Regions from separate parts of the Mus musculus genome. Here region 2 is linked to region 1. The links are chromatin contacts, called in public Hi-C maps. All regions are on one chromosome and are shown on one strand. Each heading gives the region's core, a stretch centred on a gene start, on an enhancer-like site or on the middle of the called end of the contact. The rest is flanking DNA. Distances are from core to core; before and after follow the strand shown. Region 1 overlaps Abi3bp (ABI gene family, member 3 (NESH) binding protein). Region 2 holds the start of Lnp1 (leukemia NUP98 fusion partner 1).

What was found. A called contact is a pair of places that touch in the nucleus more often than the background predicts.
Region 2: a contact with region 1 is called in a Hi-C map of epidermal suprabasal cells, with 2.6 times the contacts expected there. The contact joins the promoter of Lnp1 here to the enhancer-like site in region 1. A contact is called at or near these places in 1 of 39 promoter capture datasets (embryonic stem cells), 1 of 15 datasets of contacts at CTCF or cohesin (stem cell-derived epiblast-like cells), 25 of 484 Hi-C or Micro-C datasets (the G1E-ER4 cell line, the HL-1 cell line, the HPC-7 cell line and 11 more) and 1 of 115 datasets of contacts at active chromatin or transcription factors (embryonic stem cells).

The regions. Positions count from the first base shown.
Region 1 is chr16:56,513,235-56,516,931 of GRCm38.p6, reverse strand. The region is part of intron 1 of Abi3bp (ABI gene family, member 3 (NESH) binding protein); the gene reads right to left. Among named protein-coding and RNA genes, the nearest start is that of Abi3bp, 37 kb to the right of the region's middle. Within about 2 kb of position 2,136, at least 20 of the 459 cell types and tissues checked have an H3K27ac peak or open chromatin away from gene starts, as enhancers often do. A contact at or near this core is called in epidermal suprabasal cells and uterus, where this site is marked.
Region 2 is chr16:56,926,235-56,929,931 of GRCm38.p6, reverse strand. It overlaps Lnp1 (leukemia NUP98 fusion partner 1), which reads left to right and starts at 1,993. Exons shown (of 3, transcript NM_001347042.1): 1 at 1,993-2,166. The coding sequence starts at 2,005.

The DNA of each region.
Region 1 (3,697 bases), core at 887-3,386:
ATGGTCATGTAACTAACCCTCAGTACTAGGCCATTCACTTAAGGGAAGAGGTCAGGTTAGCATCGAGAACTGTTAGTGTAAGAACGTTTCCTAGCGTTCCCTCCTGCACTGGCCAGAATACACTGACCAGGGGGAGCCTTGGTCCTGGTTATTACAAAGAACAGAAAGCGAGTCATATTAATAAACATGTGATTGAGCAATACATGTGCTTCTGTTGTTTTCAAGCCATCAGGAGTTGAGATAGTTACCAACACATAATCTAAGCAATCTGACAAGTGCAGACTTTGGAAAACACCATGAAGGAAAATGGAGCTGGAAGCTGATTAGGAGGGGTGACTGCGTGCAGACGCACAGCCTCTGCTTGAGAAGGCACAAAGGAAGTTAAGGGGCCAATCATTCAGGTATGTCAAAGAAGAACATTCAAGGTGAAAGGAACATGAGACATGAATTCCAGAGAGAGGAACATGGCTGGAGAAGACATGTGGGAAGGAAGCCATTAGAGGTAAACTGAGACAAATGTATAGACCATTGGGAAGACCTTGACTCTGTGAGCTCAGGAATGTTTAGGTCTCACCAATCATTTGTTTATCAGATTCGCTCTGGGTGCTGCATTGAAGCTACTCTGAAAGGAGCATGTGAGCTGTCACAGCATGAAGGCAATAACATAATAGATGAGTGTCTACTTTGAATAGGAGAGAATATAACTAAGAAAAACATTCCCTTGGAGCTTTAGTAAAGTTTCTTTAATGAATGTGGATGCCCTTGCATCTGGAGCATAGATGTTCAGAATTGAGAGTCCATCTTGGTAGATTTTACCTTTGGTAAGTATGAATTATCAAATTGTCTTTTTGATAACTTTTGGTTGAAAGTTGATTTTATTCAATATTAAGAACGGCTACTCCAGCTTGTTTCTTGGGACCATTTGCTTGGAAAATTGTTTTCTAGCCTTTTACTCTGAGGTAGTATCTGTCTTTGTCCCTTAAGTGGGTTTCCTGTATGCAGCAAAATGCTGGGTCCTGTTTATGTAACCAGTGTTAGTCTATGTCTTTTTATTGGGGAATTAAGTCCATTGATATTAAGAGATATTAAGGAAAAGTAATTGTTGCTTCCTGTTATTTTTGTTGTTAGAGTTGGGATTTTGTTCATGTGGTTGTCTTTTTTTAGGTTTGTTGAAAGATTACTTTCTTGCTTTTTCTAGGGAGTAGTTTCCCCCCCTTGTGCTGGAGATTTTCTTTTATTAGCCACAGAAGAGGAGGAAGAGGTGTCAAGGTCACCAGGAGAACACAGAATCAACTAAGCAGCCCTCGCAAGGACTTACAGGGACTGGAGCTGCAACCACAGAACCTCCATCAGTCTGTACTAGGTATGTACTGAATGTGAGTTGTGGTTGTTTAGCTTGGAGTTATTGTGAAACTCCTAACAGTGGGGGTTTAGGGTATCTCTGATATTTATTTATTTATGCCAGCTTTTGGGACCCTTTTCTTCCTACTGTGTTGCCTTGTCCAGACTTGATATGAGGATTTGTGCCTAGTCTGACTGCATCTTGTTATGCTATGTTCAGCTGATATCCCTGGGAGGCCTACCCTTTTCTGAAGGGAACTGGAGGAGCAGTGGATGTTGGGGAAATGGAAGGTGGAGCATGAAGGAGAAGAATGCAGGTAGGGGGAGGCTGCCATCAGGATGTATTGTAAGAGAAGAATAAGTTTTAAGAAAAAGAAAGAAAGAAAAACATTCCCATGTAAAATCTGAAAAAGAAAACTTCAAAGACTTGTAACTGCACTGAATTTGATGCGTGAGAGAAGAATGGAAAGAGTCTCAGATGTCTTTAGAGGTCTTCAGGTGAGCTAACAGAAAGGTGGCAGAGTATCTAATGGAGTTAGCAAAGACCATAGCAGAAGAAAGGCTAGGGTACAATGTTTTCTGGAACCTCACTTGAGATATGCTGGATCTTAGGTGTCAGAAAACCAAGGAGAGATATTAAATGGGGAGTCGGTTCAATGGATCTGATCCTGGCTGGCGATAGGAAATTTCAGCTTGTTGTATTTAGATTGTTCTAAAATCATGAGACTGGATGAGATCACCAAGAGAATTAGGACACAAGAGAAGAGATCCAATGTCGCCATCCTGAGACGCTCCAGTTTAAGGAACCGGTTAGATGAGAATGAATCAGCAAAGAAGACTGAAGAGCAGCCGGTGAGCACGGAGCAACAGCAGACAAATGTGGAAAAGCCCCGAGATGGGAAGCCACCTGCCAAGGGGAATCATGTGTGGCTCCCATCCTGGGCGAAGGGCTCATAGGTCAGCTCGTGAGACAGTGTTTGTACCAGAGTTCTGAATACATGCTCGCTAGCGTTGGTGGGATTTATCATAGAATTAGTCCTAATTGGAAACACGTGGATTGCACTATAATGATAAATCAACCAAGACAACAGAAAACAAAAGAGAGAGTGGGAGAGGGCAGGGGAACTGGCAGGCACGACAGCCAGGAAAACAAACATGTTCTTCTTAGCCTTGCTTCATTAGGAAGAATGTTCTTTGAGATATATTTAGCCAGAGACACAAGCCATACTCAGAATTTTTAACTACAGTAATTTTACCATTAATAAAGTTCTCTGCATATCCACAGTTCTATACAGGAGTGTGTATGTGTGTGTGTGTGTGTGTGTTCCAAACCTTCTTGAAAACACTTAACTTCTAATTTCCATGTGCTATCTAACAAGCTTAAGAGAACTTCCTTGCCAGATTTATAAGAATGAAAATAAAAAGTGGAAAGATAAGCATAAACACATATCATATTTAAAATTGATAAAAGCCAAGGCTATAGAAAGACCTGAAGTGTAAGAAAAGATAGGAACACACAAGGAAAGATGCTTCTGCTTGTAAAAAGAATTTGGTTAGTTAAAAATTTTAATAAATTCCTAAAGAATCTCCCTCGAGAGCTAGGGACTCATGATTTGGGCCTGACATACACTCTTAGAGGTAAACTGAGACAAATTTATAGACCGTTGGGCAGACCTTGACTCTGTGAGTTCAGGAATGTTTAGGTCCCATCAATCATTTATCAGATTTGCTCTAGGTGCATTGAAGCCATTCTGATAGGTACGCGTGAGCTGCCACAGAGTGGTGGCCATTATGTAATAGATGAGTGTCCACTTAGAACAGGAGAGAGCATGACTGAGAAAATCATTTCCGACAATTCTGTGTAAAATCTGAAGAAGAGTTACAAGTCTTCAAAGACTTGTAACTGCACCAAGTGTGGTTCATGAGAGAGGAGAACTGAGCCTCACAGTTGCCAGGTGTGACAGCATTCCATGAGAGGAAACTGCTAGTGTCAATTCACTGAAGTTCCCTGTCTCAAGAGAATAGGGAGACAGCAATAGGGAAAGGCACTTGACTTCCTCCAGCCTCTGTATGCATGCACATGGGGGCATGGAGACATGACAAACAAGTACACACAAGCATACACACACACACACACAGAGAGAGAGAGAGAGAGAGAGAGAGAGAGAGAGAGAGAGAGGGGGGGGGGGGTTGAAAAGAAAAGACTAGACTAGAAGCAGAGCCCCAATATGGGGTTCACAGTAGTAGTTGAATTCAAGTTCATCGTAGGCTATGTAAGAATTCAAAACCAGGCATGGTAAGTCACAGTAAGGCCCAGTTTGAAAATAAATAACAAATAACACCTCTCCATTCCAGA
Region 2 (3,697 bases), core at 744-3,243, 410 kb before region 1:
AATGTGCTACAGTCTTGCCTACAGCCTGATCTTGTGGAAGCATTTTCTCAATTGAACATCCTTGCTCCCTGATGACTTTAGCTTGTGTCAAGTTGACATAAAACTAGGCAGTACAGCTTCCTATACTACATAAGGAAAGGAAATCACAGATGTTATATCCTCACATGAATGTCTCAGAATACACTATAGGGGCCATGCAATCATTCTTCTTAACTCATCTTTGGTTCAATTAGGCCCCGTTTGGGTACTAGTTTTACTGTCTTAACTTTACCTGAAGAAATGTAAACATCTAGTCAACTCAAGGCATTGATGTAAGTCCAATGAAATGATGATACCAAGTATGGCTTAAGGAAACAGTGAGTTTATCATAGTTACTTACAAGAGCTTAAGTGAGGTGTTCTTAATAGAAGCATGGGTGATTCAAGGACAGCTGTCAATAGACCACTGAAAAGCCCAGCATGGAGCACAACTCATCCATGGCTTCATCCATGAGTTCCTTGCCTATTTTACAGGCGGCTTTCCAGCCAGAGGCTGCTTTGCCTAGTAACTGTAATTTACTGAGTTATCACCCTGTCTACAAGGAGTTTGAAAATCTTGTAACTTTGAGGGGCTTCCTGGACCTTGTAAGTTTCATGGCCTTTCTGAGGCTTTTATGTTTTGTTTACTTCCTCAGACTTATGAACCTTCTTCATCTTCTTGGGTGTCGGGCAACATTTCATTTTCAGGTAAGAGCTATATAACATTTACCTTAGGAAGAATCAAAGAAAGGCCCACTCCCAAGTCACATTTTACAAACAAAGCTCTAGGAATATTGGCATAGCTTTCAAGCCGACCTTTTTTTCCAGCTTCAGGAAAGATTTTCATCTGATAACTAGTTAGGATCCCTTTCTTTGAAGCTATATTTCCTCAAATCTCTTAGAATATCAACAGGATGATAAAAAGGTTCATGGTTTAAACTCGGCCATAGTGCTTATTGGTAGTTTGAATTTGGATTGATGGTCAATTTGAATCTCAATTTCGTCATCCACAAAGTATGACGTAAGGCTCTCAATTGTAGAATTGTTTTAATGAAAATCACATTTGTAAAATATTTGTCATCGTATATATTACAAAGTAAGAGTTCTGTAAATGTAACTTTTTTTGTTTACTTTAGAGAGAATAGGAAGTCTCTGGGATTATAAATTTGTAGACGCTAGATGTAGTAACCTTTTCAAAAATAGGGATTGGAAGGAGTTAAAAGGAGCTTTCTTAGCTTCTGGAAAATGTTCAGTGATTAACCAATTACAGTGGCTGGTAGCATAGGGGTATACAGACATAAAATGCATTAAATTGTACAGACATTAATTAGGTGTACAGACATTGTACACCTAAGATTTGTATATTTGTATGTATGTCACTCACATGTATGTACAGATAATACTTAAATAAAAAAAAGGTATCCAACTTGACCTGGAGATAGAGTTTTTCCTATATCATTTTTATTTATTAAAGAATCATCTCTAGCTTTGGATCTGGCATGCATGCCAATAGCTCACCACCTTGAGAAGTGCAGTTGTCTGTCTCTTGGATGTGGCCCTATTTCAGAGCCAGCCTGGAGCTGACAAGCATATTGTGAGGGTCATGCTTCATCACCATTGACAGCTGGAGATGCCACCGCATGCCTTTGGCAGAGAGGCTCAGGGAAAACCAGGCAGTGGACTGTGTGTGCTGCCTACCCTTAGGCTGCGAAGGCACAGCCCTGGAAACAGGAGGATTAAAAAGCCTCTCAATTTAAAGAGACAAGGGGGAGGGGAGTGTGGGCTGCACAGTTTATAAATAGACAGTGCTCCAGGCTGCCTGATGATGAAGTGGTTGTTTGGTAAATTTTTCTTTTTTAAGGATGCCATTATCAGAAACCGTTTCAAATACCAGTTTCATTTAGTGTTCTTGGTGGGCTTCCTCAAATCTTGGGTTGTATTTCTTGAGTTTTAAGGGCAGGCCTTTAATATTTAGAATCCCATTTCCATGGAGCACAGAGATGATGATGATGATAACGATGATGTGTCCTTTGCCAAGTGGATGAGCAGCTTTTGGGGTCACAGCTGGAGAGACAAAGATGAGCGAGGACTCCGGGACCACCAACAACTACAAGAAGCAAGCTACAGGAAGGCTTCGCTACCCTGCCCAGTGAGTTACCATTAAGTCAAGGGAAGCTGGAGTGGCAGGGACAAGGGGGTCTCTTAGAGAATATTTGAGGGGTTCTTTGGCTTAAATTAATATTTCCAAACCTTTATTCATTCTTATTTTTAAAAAAACTTACCTATTTGAGTTGCCCTTTAAGACTTATTGTTTTTAATGTTTTAAGTAAGGGCTACTTCATTTTCAGTAACCTAAGAGATCTTGAACTATGTAGTTCACAGTCCCCGATGAGTCAGAAAGCATCCCACTGAGTAATGGCGTTTTGGTCAAAGGAGAGGAATTTGTAGTTTTTCTGTGGAGGTGTTATGGGTCAATATGTGATGTCCAGTTGTCTCTTCGAAATAGTGAAATTAGCTCATGTATATGATGGCCTTTAAGGAGCTGGTGATTCCACATAGCAAAACACTGCCTTTGCTAAGTATGATACACCTTTGGTTGCCATTGTTTTTAATGATTAGAGAGGGAAGAGTCCTCAGTCCTTTCCAATTGCAGAGAGGCAGGGAGCACAATGCTGGAGGGACGCACCCAGGAAGGGGTGGGCAGCCTGGGCCAGGTAAGGACTCTTCTGTACATGGCCAACACAGTCCTGTGTTCAGCTGCAGTGCTGGAAGTCTCCACACATGTTATCCCCATGTATAGAGAAATACACATGTTATCACCATGTATAGAGAAATAATGATGACAGTTCTTTTTCAATGGCCACTTGGAGTCCTAAGCTAGTAGAGTCTAGCTTACCCAAACCCCTTCTTTGCAAACCCCAGAACCAATTAAGCTTGAGAGTAAACCTATTTAAGGCCAGTTCCAGGGTCTCAGAATCACAGTGATGGTAGGGTGTGTGAGGAGATTGCTTTGACTGTCATCGACCAATACCTTGTGTCTGAGACACAAACGCTTCGAAATAGGCTAGCTCCTTAGCACATGAGTGGACACTTTCTCACTTCCATTGCCTTAGGTGAAGAATGAAGTTGGAGGGGATGCTCTCAGTGAGACCCAGCTCCATCTTTCCATTTTTCCTCTTGTTAAAGAAATAAGCCTAATATGAACTAACCAGTACCCGGGAGCTCTTGTCTTTAGCTGCATATGTATCAAAAGATGGCCTAGTCGGCCATCACTGCAAAGAGAGGTCCATTGGACTTGCAAACTTTATATGCCCCAGTACAGGGGAACGCCAGGGCCAAAAAGGGGGAGTGGGTGGGTAGGGGATTGGGGGGGGTGGGTATGGGGGACCTTTGGGATAGCATTGAAAATGTAAACGAGGAAAATACCTAATTTAAAAAAATGTTGAAAAAAAAAAAAGAAATAAGCCTGCACAGTGAGCTCTCATTTATTTTCAACACAATGAAATGTTCCAGATCTAATGAGATTTTCAGAATCTGTGAATCGGGAATACAATTAGTTTGAAGCTTGCAAATATGGGAGCCAAGCAAAGATAATAAGAGAGAATTTGAGATTTACTGGTCATTGCAATGGCTTCCTAGTGTCACAGGGAATGTGACAATAAAGAAAGCAACCTGCATTA